Linked DNA regions of Mus musculus: region 2 is linked to region 1. Evidence: chromatin contacts called from public HiChIP or PLAC-seq data. All regions are on one chromosome and are shown on one strand. The core of a region is the stretch at or near the end of the contact, and the rest is flanking DNA. Distances in the headings are between cores, read along the strand shown.

Region 1 (5,701 bases), core at 833-3,332:
ACAGCCCTGGCAGTCCTGGAACTCACTTTGTAGGTCAGGCTGGCCTCAAACTCACAGAGATCCACCTGCTTCTGCCTCCTGAGTGCTAGAATCAAAAGCATCCTCCATCACCACCAGGCTTTTTCTTTTTACAGCACATTTCTTATTAGTGTAAATGTTTGTACTACTATGATAGACATTGTAGGGGTGACAGGATCATAACTAACAGTGCCCAACCTCGGAGTGATTAGAACATAAGAACACACTAAGACGGAGACGGTAGCACATGAGAGTGATTGCACTTAAGTAGAATCCAGTGTTCTGGGTGCCCAGGGCTGGGCGTGTAAAGTCCAGGGGATGGTCACAGATGATGTGACAATGTGGATCTTGGAATTTGGATAGAAAGTAAGACAAAAAAAAAAATAAAAAACAAAAAAAACAAATCAGGGACAGCAGAGGGGAAGAGCAGGACATGGAACAGCCAATAAAATGACCAGAGCAGAGTGGCTTTGTGCTGGAACAAGGAGCAAGGCCAAGCTGACAGCACCTGGCTTCTAGCACAAAACTTCCCCGTCCTGTACAGATGTGCAGTCTGCTTCCCAGATGCAGCCTGCGGCCTGTGGCGCTCTGTTACACACTCTAAAAACAATGTTATGTATCTTTCTCACTGCACTGTGAGCCTCTGGGTCAGGAATGTGGTTGGAAGAATGGTGTATCTCCAGCCCCCTCCATCCCTGGTCGTGTCCCCGAGAGTCCTCAAAATCACGAGACAAAGGGGAATTGGGTTTGCAGAGGGAATGATGGCTGCCTATCCACCGACCTTAATAAAATGGGCAGATTGGATTTGCTGAGCCCAGAGTTACCAGCACGTGGGTCCTGAAAAGGTGGGCAGGAGAGTCAGAGGGAAGTGTGACTATGGAAGAAGACCCAAGTGGTGTATATGAGAAGAGTCTGGCTTGCCCTTACAGGATTTGGAAGTGGAAAGAAAGTGAGGCCACAAGTCAAGGGATGCTAGAAGCTTAAAAGGACAAAGAAATTGATTGTCCCTTAGAACATATAGTGGGCCTGTCAACACCCTGATTTTAGCCCAGTGAGAAAGAACCCTTCCTCACCTCTAACCTACAAAGCCATTAAGATAATACATGTCTGCTGTTCAAGCCACAAAGTTGGAAGTAATTTGTTTTTGTGGTGCTTGGTGTTCGGAATCTAGGTTGTTCTGCACACGTGGTAGGCAAGTGCTCTACTTCTGAGCTACCTCCCCAGTCTTGAAGGCAAGGTTCTTGTTTACAGGAGCAGTTGGACAGTAACTTTGGAGGGACTTCTATGTCTCTGTCTCAGATGTATTCACAGCCACATGAAACCTGATTCTAGCTATGGAAGTGCTCGACCCATGCTTACTTAACGAAATTAGGAAATTACGTAGGCTCAACAGCCCTGCTAACAAACAAAAGAAAGTCTAGCATTAGCCTGTACTGACAGCCTGGTGCTCCAAGCGCCTTTGTTCTTCACAGCCTCTGCTCTCGCTATATAAATAAAGCCAGAGGACAAGGCTTCCTTCTGTGTTCCAAGCAATTTGCTTATGCGAGTGGGATTCCCGGGTCAAGAATGATGCGAGGTGTTTTTATGGTCCTTCACCCACTTAGCCAGCTTACTTTTCAGAGTCTGAGCCCGTGAGCTCATTCGTGATTCATGCAAGCTGGCGTCTCACTTTCTGACGAGCTCGGGCCCATGCGGGTTAGGGGGTGGATCAGAGAGCCTCATGCACAGCCCGTCCCTGAGCCCTGAACTTGTCCCTGCTCCATAGAAACTCTAAAGTTCTAACCCCTCAGACTTGAGGGAGGCGTCCGGCGTCCCTCAAAGAGCAAAGGTCCGGGTCACCATGCTGGTGGGGCAGGACGGACTTCGTGGTCACAAGGAAGGTTCCTTAGGGACAATACTGATGCAAGAGGGAGCAACCTGACACACCCCTAGTTAATTTTATCAGGGACTGCATCGAGAGCTTTTTTTTTTTTTTTTTTTTTTAAGAATCGCAAGAGACGGTCCAGTCTGCCTGTGTTGAGGAAGCTGTAACTTTCCAGTGCTCCTAAATAGTGAGCCTGGGAATTGCTGTGACTGACCCAGGGGGAGGAGCTGGTCTGACCCAGGGGGAGGAGCTGGTCTGACCCAGGGGGAGGAGCTGGTCTGACCCAGGGGGAGGAGCTGGTCTGACCCAGGGGGAGGAGCTGGTCTGACCCAGGGGGAGGAGCTGGTCTGACCCAGAGGGAGGAGCTGGTCTGACCCAGGGGGAGGAGCTGGTCTGACCCAGGGGGAGGAGCTGGTTTATTTAAAGACCTGACTTTATTTTTTTTCCTTCCTTTCCTTAGCAGTTTTAGCTTTCTTTTTTGTTTCTCTCTGTTTTAGTTGGAGTTTGGGTTTCTTGTTTGTTTGGGGCTTTTGTTTTTAATGAGTCCCTTGTTGACTGGGCTAATAAGAACATTCCAGAAGTGAGGATAAGATGGCTAATTTCTTTCCACCTGCTTCTAATCTATAGAGAACAAACCAACCCAAGGCTTTACCCTCCCTGAGGGCTTCTCAGTTTCAGGGAAAACGAAACATCCCCGTGACAACTTGGCTCCCCTGTCTGTCTCTCAGGAGCCTCGCAGTGCAGATGTTGGGAGACACTGCTCAAAACAGTGGACAGGTGGGTCTGTGGGAGTGGGGGTAACAGGCTCTTAAAAGGTCTGCAAGCAAAGGCTTCGGGGAGACTGGGCATCACTGTGCCAGGCTCTATCATGAATGACATCTAATGACCTGCCCTTGGCCTTTTTTCTTCCTTCCTTCCTTCCTTCCTTACTTCCTTCCTTCCTTCCTTCTTTCCTCCCTCCCTCCCTCCCTCCCTCCCTTCCTCCTTTCCTCCCTTCCTTCCTTTGGTTTCTACTCTGCCTCAGCTTGACATGATAAAATAGGGCGTATGAAACTGAGCTCTGTGGACAGAAGACCGTCCCTGAACAGTCTGGGACTCGGGCATGTCTGTTAACCACCAGGCTCTGCTAGTGAGCATCCGATCAGGAGAATTCTGGAATTCAGAAATCTTTACCAGTTCTTGGTACTAACCTCAAACGTCCCTTGTGACTTGGGGCCTTTGGTTCTAGGGGTTCAAGTTTTCCCTCTGGGAAATGCCCAAAACAGTCCCCGTTCCCTAGGGAGTGAGTACGGGGTATGTCAAAGGAAGACAGAAGAGCCAATATTATAAATCACCCCTCAAGTGGCTGCCTAAACAGAGCCAGTCAGACCCCGGACAGCTCCCTTTCCCTGCCCTCCACACACACCCTGACAGCATCCCACAGGCCTCCTGCCTCCCTGTGAGGCCTCAGGCGACTTCACAGCCCGTGAATTTCCTTTGGCACTTTGAGGCTTCCTCCCACCCCCACCCCAGAGGATGCATGAGACCGCAGCAGGAAATGAAGAACATATTTTTAAATCAGAGGGGAAGCGATGTCTTTGTGTCAGATAAGTGGCCTGGATCCAGGGCTGAGAGACTGTGGCACATCTCTCCTTGCAGACAGCAGGTGCTCTTCGAGATGTGGTTGTGGCAACAAAATAAATGATGGATAATTGCTTTTGTGACAACTTGCCAATTAAATTAGACTCAGCAGAATAACATAATGACAATTTGTTATGCTCCGGTGGGCACTAACATACCAATCATAATTAAATGCTATGACTGAAATAGAATACGGCTCAACGCAGGAATATATAACCCCAATTCCCTCTCCGTGAAACATTATAGGTTGAGGCTTGATTTTAATTTCGGGAAGATAATGGCATTAGTGCATATCTGAGTGGGTTTGTGGAGAGGCCTGTGGTGAGAGGAGATGGGCCCGAGTGAAGGCTGGCCCAGGGGAACGCCCTGGGGGGCTGATCTGCAAGGTAGTGAGGAAGTGTGGGGAGTCTTTGGGCGAAAACAGTGTTTCTTGGATGTGTCTGGTCTTGCCTACAGAGCTTGGGAGGCACGGGAGAAAGCTGTTGCCAACAGCCTCTGAAGTAACTGGGCCTACACTGTAGAGTCCCAAAGCCCTCCATCTAGAATGTTCTATGGGTGTTTGTTCTCACACCCTGTTTTAAAAAAAAAAAAAAAAGTCACTCTACCTCCACCAAGCTTGGGAAGCAAGGAAGAAGGGGTGGGAAGAATGTAAGACCTGGAGGGAGGGAGAGGTGCTGAGAAGCCTGGTTGTTGTTCACGTGAACTCACAGCAGCACAAGGTCAAACCAGTTACATTCCAGCCTGGATCTAGAAGGGGCTGCACTGGGCACAGAGGACCTATTTATTGATTGCTAACTGCTGTTGGGCAAGGGAGAGTCATTTTTCTTTGAGAATGCCCCAGACCTATGCAAACATGGCCAGCATGACTGACATTTACACCAGCACAGATTCTGCATCCAAGGCTCAGGGGATATCGCAGAAGAGGAGTTGAAAAGGATGTAAGAGCTGTAGACTCAGGACGTCTGCTGTGAGACTGTGCCTTCTAGCTATGTCAGAAAAGCTATGCCCCTGAGATCTCAGCAACATGGCTGCCTAAAGATGGTCTAAAGGATTCCAACAGTTGACAGCCCATGGGTAGATGGGGGAACTCTCACGGGGCCATACCCCTAGATGCTACAAGCAATTAACAACTTTGAGAGAGGGAGAATTAGTTTTCCCCAGGAATGAACCCTGGGATCAATTATCTAATACCCAGCGATCAGCTCTAGGAACATATACATGCAGACAACACTGTATAGATCCAGTGGATTATAGCTATGCGTTTACTCATTTATATTTAACATCATTAGCTAAAGAAGAGGAGGCCGTGGATTTGCCGAGATTGGTCAGATGTGGAAGGGTAGGAGGGAGAAGAATGGAGGGAGAAAGAACCTAATTACATTTAAGATTTAAAAAATGCAGAAAGGAGGAGACTGGAGAGGTGACTCAGGGGTTAGGAGAAGTTGGCCCTCTAGCAGAGAGAACCCGGGTTCTGTTTCCAGCACCTACACAGCAGCTCATGGCCTCTGTCACTCCAGTCCCAGGGGATCAAATGCCTTCAGATACCAGATATTCATGTGGTGCACACATATTCTTGTAGGTAAAACACTCATGCAGACACACACACACACACACACACACACACACACACATGAGCTCGCATGTTTTAGAGTTTGGTTTTTCGAGACAGGATTTCTCTGTGAAGCCCTGGCTGTCCTGGAACTCACTTCTGTAGACCAGGCTGGTCTTGAACTCAGAGATTCAGCTGCTTCTGGTTCCTCTGTTTCATCTGCTGGGATTGAAGGCGTGTGCCGTCACAGCCCAGTTCCATTTCTTCTGTGACTTACACTTCCGGGACGCAGTCATTAGTGCTTTTCTCTTCTCCTACTAGATCGTAGCAGCTCTGTGCACACGATAGCTGTTCACCCTTCTATCCGAGCTTTGTATTGATTTTTTGTGGGTGCCACACTCATGCACCCCAATCCACTCATCTCCCCATCCCTTCCCATCTACCCACCGCCCTTGCGACCTCCGCATGAAATAACAAGACAAAGCAAAGATAAAAAATATATATCTCATGGTGGAAGCTGCAGTGTGTCCCACAGTCTACCCTTTTGTCCACACAGCTTTACTTGCAGATGTTCATTACAACGAGTCACTGGTCTGGTTCGAGGCCTCTGGCTTCTGCTACACCCTCAATACTGGGATTCTCCCCAGGAC
Region 2 (5,793 bases), core at 543-3,042, 530 kb before region 1:
AGCAAGACTCTATCTAATGTGTGCATGTGCAAGTGTATACACACACATGTGTGGAGGCCAGAGGTTGACTTTGGGTGTCTTTCCTCAATCACTTTCTGCCTTTACTTTTTTGAGGGATCCACCTGTCCTGTCTCCACACTCCCCTTCCCCAGGCATGAGCCACTATGCCCAACTTTTCCCCTGGGTTCTGGGGAATCTGAACTCAGATCCTCAAGTGTGCATGGCTTACTGACTTAGCCAGCGCCCCAGGCCACATTCCCACTTTATTAAGGGTGGATTTGATTTTATTACTTGGGCCAGTGACACCTGGCAGACATGACCTGTGCCTCTTTTAGATAGAAGCTTAAAGGGCCCATGTGGATTCCTATAACATAACCTAGCAATGACTTACATACGAGGGACTCCGGCATCTCAAGCCACAAAGTGAAGGGCAGATGGGATAGAATGATGCCCATCCCACAGTGGGTCAATTATATGAACTTAATTTAATGAGCCCCCGAGACCGCTAGAATTATAGGTTAGCACACAAGGCCCAGTCTACGAAGATGGATATAATAGAAGCCCGCTTGCTGGCTCGTGCCCATCATCCCAGAGGTGCAGAAGCATCACTGAAAACTTGAGACCAGCCTGATCTGCATAATGAGTTTCGGGCCAGCCAGGGCTACATAGTGAAATCTTATCTTTAAGTTGTGGGGTAGCTTAGTTGGTAGAGTGCTTCCGTAGCACGCACAGAGCCATGGGTTCAATCCCCAGAACTGCATAAAGCAAGCATGTTGGCTCATACCGATGATCCCAGCACTTGGAAGGTAGAGACGAGAGGACCAGAGGTCCAAGGTCATCATTGCCTACATATCGAGCTTGAAGCCAACCTGGGATATATGAGACCTGTGTTAAGATAAAACAGAAACCTCATCAAACATAAGCATAAAAGCAGCCTCGTGCAACAGTCAAACATCCTAGCCACTGGAGCTCCTAAGACGTTTCGTCGCCTGCCTCTCGGTGCTTAAAATTAATCCTGTTTTCTGAGAAAGTGAAAGGAACGCAGCAATCAGGTCACTTTCCCAGAAGTAAGGGCGAGTAACCAGGGGAGCAGATTTTACAGCCGGAGGCTGGCTCCCTTCATTTTACTGCTCCCTTCATTTTACTGCAAGGAGCTGCTACAGGAGACCCTTGCCAGCCTGGAAGCAGGAGCACTCGGGAGATGGTGGCTTCTAAGCACAGTGTCCACATTCAATTCTATTTTTAGCTCTCATAGCACATGGTGCTAGGTTTCTGGCCCTTATTCTGGGTCTAATGACTGATCACATAACAACGCCCCTGTGAGCCCAACGCTTCCCAAGATTAAAAAAAAAAAAAAAAAAAAAAAAAGAGGTTTGGAGGCTGAGAGATGGCTCTGTAACGGCACATGCTGCAAAGCCTGAGTTCCGTCCCCAGGACCCAGGACTCAAGTGACAGAAGGAGAGAACTGACTCCAAGTTGTCCTCTGACTTCCACACACACTCCTTACCATGTGCAGGCACACCCAAAATAAATAAATATTTTAAAATTTTTAAATGAAAACAAGAAACCCTTCATTATGAATGCCCAACTCCCGCTGTCAAAATGGCAGAAAGCGAATGCTTGCCGTGAGCCTCCCACACCTTCTGAAGGAAGAGCCAGAGGAGTGGGTTTCCTGAAGTTAGGGGAAGATGATCCTCAGTTTCATCTTTGGGCAGTCTAGGCTTGCAGGGGTGTTTAGCAGAACAGAGTCCCCATTGTCTGAAGACCTGGGACCTGATGACAGCCACCCATTTCTGAGCCGCCTTTCTTGGGAAAGTGTAGCCGCTGACTCCCTGGAAGAGGGAAGTTTCTTGAAGGACCCCTTTCAGGAGAGGAAAAAAAAAATCACTGCCAAATCTCCCACTAGCATAAACTTCCCTATTCAGGACTCTCTTGCAGACTTTTAAAGAGATCTTTATGCAGGAGAGACACAGAAAAAGTAAGAAATGGGGATTCCTAGAATTTGATTCAAGAAGTGAGGCCATTAAAAAAAAAAAAAAAAAAAAAAAAGCAGTTTACAGATAAAGATGGGGGAGGGGAGCGTGGCAAATCCTGGCAAGATCTACAGGCCAAGCCTTTCGTTTTGATCCTGACATTTTTCCTACTTGTGCTTTTACATAAATGGCTCTCTGGATGTCTAGGCTATAATTTGTGTAACATTTAGTGATGGAAAAAATAGTTTAGACTAAAACACCCAGTTCACTTCAGTTCTCAGGAAGTGGGCTTATAGCTTTCTGCTCGTCTTAGAAGTTCGCTTTATCATTTTATTATTAAAAAAACAAAAACAAAAAAACCAGCCAGAGGTGGCACACACCTTTAACCCCAGAACTCCAGAGGCAAAGACAGGTAGGTATCTGTGAGTTCCAGGCCAGCCTGGTCTACAGAGTGAGTTCCAGGACAGCCAGGACTGCACAGAGAAACCTTGTCTCAAAAAACAAACAAACAAACAAACAAACAAACAAAAACAAGAAACAAACAACAAACAGAAAACAGCCTTAAACAGTCTGGGAAGATGGCTAAGTCAGTAACGGATTGGTTGTGTAAGCATAAAGACCTCAGTACAATGTAAAAGCCTGGTGAGGTAGCGTGCACTGTGCCCCCACAGCTGGGAGGTAGAGACAGGCAGACGCTCAGGGCTTATTGGCCAGTCAGTCTAGAGTAATCTGGCAGTTCCAGGGCCTAACGAAAGACCCTGTCTCAAAAACAAAACCAAACAAAGCAAAACAAAACCTGAAGGCAGATGGTGCCTGAGAAACCATGTTGGAAATTGACCTCCCCCCACCCAACCATGCACATGCAAAACACCCCATTGAAACAATATGTTTCATCATTTTTTTCTTTACTTTCTGTTTATTCTTCTTTTTTTTTTATGGTACTGAGAAACGAACCTACAGCCTCATGCATTCTAGGCAAGTGCTCCATTTTTTCGCTTTATTTAAAATTTTTTTAAATTAAGATATATTAACAGTGTATATTAATGAGCGTGATGTGATGTCTCCACACAAATATTCGGCACGCTCTGAGAAAATGCACCCTCCCCTAATCCATCCTTCCACTGAAAGTTCACGTTTGGAAGGCGGAATCTGAGACAGTTCTGCTCAGTGGCCTTGAACTCTCAACCCTCTTGCCTCAGCATTCTAAAAAGCTGGGATTACAAGTGTCTTGACACTTGGCTTTAGAAGCTCCCTTTGAAAGATCTCTTTCTCTCTCACACACACTCTCTGCTAATGTATCGTGTATTACAGGTTGGCCTTGAACTCACTGTACCAGCTGAACTACCTTGATCGGTTTGCCTCCGTTCTTGAGTGTTGGGATTAAAGGGGTCCAGCACCATGCCTGGAGTTTCTGACCAATAGCTAACCTTCCTGCTCATTCTAAGTGATACGAACTAAAGAGCACCCTCAGCCTGGGCAAAGGTGTGGCATGAGCAATAGCAAAAACACAATTAGTGGCTCGGAAGGGGGTCGCCCAAGAGCGTGCCAAGAACCGGCTGCTTGTGAACAGAAGGTGAGAGTTGTATTTGAGTGTTTGGGGCTGCTGTATGCGGTAGAGAAGCTGAGCGTAGCTAGCTCATCTCTCAGTGGCATAGCTCCGCAGGCACCGTATCTTGGTTTGGACTTGGATCGAGGTTTCTGAATTGGTTTATAAACTGTATCTAAGCAGTGATAGTAGTCGTGGTGGTGGTGGCACAAGCACTTAGGAGACAGAGGCAGAGGTGGATCTCGGAGTTTAAAGCCAGCCTGGTCTACAGAGAGAGTTCCAAGACAGCCAGGGCTAAACAGACTCTGTCTCCAAAAACATGAAAATAAAAAAATAAAAATAAAAGATAATAAGTCCTAGAAGTCTAGGCAGGGCTTATGGGCCACAGCCATATTGTGCTGCAAGTCTGTCTGCGTCTCTCAATTATAAAGAAAAACCTTTTCCTTTCCTTCCATCTTCTTTCTAAGCATCCTTTCCTTAGTGCCTGGGGCCTTTTCCTCAGAGCGTTTTGGGCTTCCTCACTCTTTCTCTAAAGAGTAGAGCCTATTGCTGTATGAAGGAGTGGACCCACAGCGGATACAGATACCAGAGCATACCTCCCGCAGGGGCAAGCCCTTTGGCAGCAACGGGACTGAAGAGTCTCTGCGTAGTATAGCCTAAAGTGTACTTATTTATTTTGGTGCCTTTGTGAGTGCTTTCCAACTTTACAGGAGGAGGCTTTTTTTTTGGTTTTGTTTTGTTTTTAGTAACTGCACACATATTTCTTTTGACATGAGTGAAACTCATGAGTGAGCAGTTCTTTTCCGGACTCTCCCGATGACAGTGTGTCTTCCTTGGACTTTCCTGGGCTCCTGTGGACTTTCTAAGGCATGGACACCTGGAAGACATAGAGGGATGGCCTGAGTGTGGGGACAGAAGTGGCCATTTCCCAAACTTCGTGAATCTGGGTAAAATATGACCCACTGAGGCACTCCATTTGAAGTTTCTGAGATCAGGGCGGTCCGGCACTCAGTGTGGAAGTTGGAGCTATCTGTCACAGTCTTGAAGAGCTCTAGAGTCACGTGTTCAGGTCTTTTCGAGAAAAGGGGCAATACCAGCGGATGCCCACTCCCAACCCACCCAAGGTGGGTACAATTAAAACAGTTGGCGTGTGCTGAAAACCTCTCATGGCAGGCATTACCCAGAGGCTCCGCCTAACTGTGACCCGCTCTGCTTCCCTCTGAGTTCCTGTTTTGTTTCTAAAGAGGTGACCACGTGCTTTGGCATGGATGTGGGGGTAGATGGGTGGGAGGTGAGTTGGTTTGTGTGTGGGGGGGTGACAGGGTGGGATTGGGAAGACTTCTGTAGCTCTTAGAGAATGAACTAGGCCTGGTCCAAGCTAACTGCTATACTCTGTGAAAGAGGGGGTTAGCTGATAGCTGGAGTTTGACCCTCCAATGCTGCAGAAAAAAAGGGGGAAAAACAACGTATTTGACCCAATCCTGGAAAATACTAAGAGGGTGAGAGCCCTTGGGCTTCTGGGAAAGATTTCCCCTGATAAAAAGTGCATCAAGGGGCCAGTGATATGGTTCAGTAGGGAGAGGCTTGCTGCTAAGTCTGAAGACCTGAGTTTTGACCCTGGGATACATATGATAGGAGAGAATTGGCTCCTATAACTTGTTCTCTGACCTCTACATGTAAGCTGTGATACACACACACACACCACAACACACACTCATTCATACATACACAGATACACTTACACACACACACACACACACACACACACACACACACACTCATACAAACGCATGAATACACACACATAGACATACACTCTACACACACTCATATACACACATATAAGCAGTCTCACACATGATAATTGTAATAATTTTTTAAAGTACACTGAAAGAAGCACTCATTCTTCTCTTCCTGCTTCTAGACTTTTTGGTTAGACGAGGAATCGATGTTCAGAGGTGTGGCAGACGTATCTCCACAAAGGGAAGGCCAAGAAAACTTTTCTGAAGCTGCTCCAATTCCTTACTACATTGAGCTGCAGAGTCAGGATGAAACTAGGGACGAACTTCAGCCAGCCATGGCTGACAGAGCAGAGCTCCGTTGATGGGCCAGGCTTTGCTTCTGATTGATGGATGCTGGTGAACGTTGGTGAAGTATCTTGAATTCCATTTTCGTCCTTTGTTTAGAATCAACACATATGAATTTTATTATTGTCCTAGTCATTGTCTTATTGCTGTGAACAGACACTAGGACCAAGTCAAATATGAAAGAAAA

The links. HiChIP or PLAC-seq counts read pairs in DNA pulled down with a chosen protein or histone mark.
Region 2: a contact with region 1 is called in an H3K4me3 HiChIP or PLAC-seq map of embryonic limb bud, with 6 times the contacts expected there. The contact joins two enhancer-like sites. A contact is called at or near these places in 1 of 15 datasets of contacts at CTCF or cohesin (the NIH/3T3 cell line), 7 of 115 datasets of contacts at active chromatin or transcription factors (the 230-238 cell line, the NIH/3T3 cell line, bone marrow-derived macrophages and 4 more) and 1 of 9 other capture datasets (embryonic stem cells).

Annotation. Positions count from the first base shown.
Region 1 is chr11:88,231,877-88,237,577 of GRCm38.p6, reverse strand. The region is part of intron 1 of Gm38534 (a long non-coding RNA gene); the gene reads right to left. Among named protein-coding and RNA genes, the nearest start is that of Gm38534, 3.8 kb to the right of the region's middle. Within about 2 kb of position 2,082, at least 249 of the 459 cell types and tissues checked have an H3K27ac peak or open chromatin away from gene starts, as enhancers often do. A contact at or near this core is called in embryonic limb bud, where this site is marked.
Region 2 is chr11:88,761,295-88,767,087 of GRCm38.p6, reverse strand. No RefSeq gene overlaps it. Among named protein-coding and RNA genes, the nearest start is that of C030037D09Rik, 46 kb to the right of the region's middle. Within about 2 kb of position 1,792, at least 26 of the 459 cell types and tissues checked have an H3K27ac peak or open chromatin away from gene starts, as enhancers often do. A contact at or near this core is called in embryonic limb bud, where this site is marked.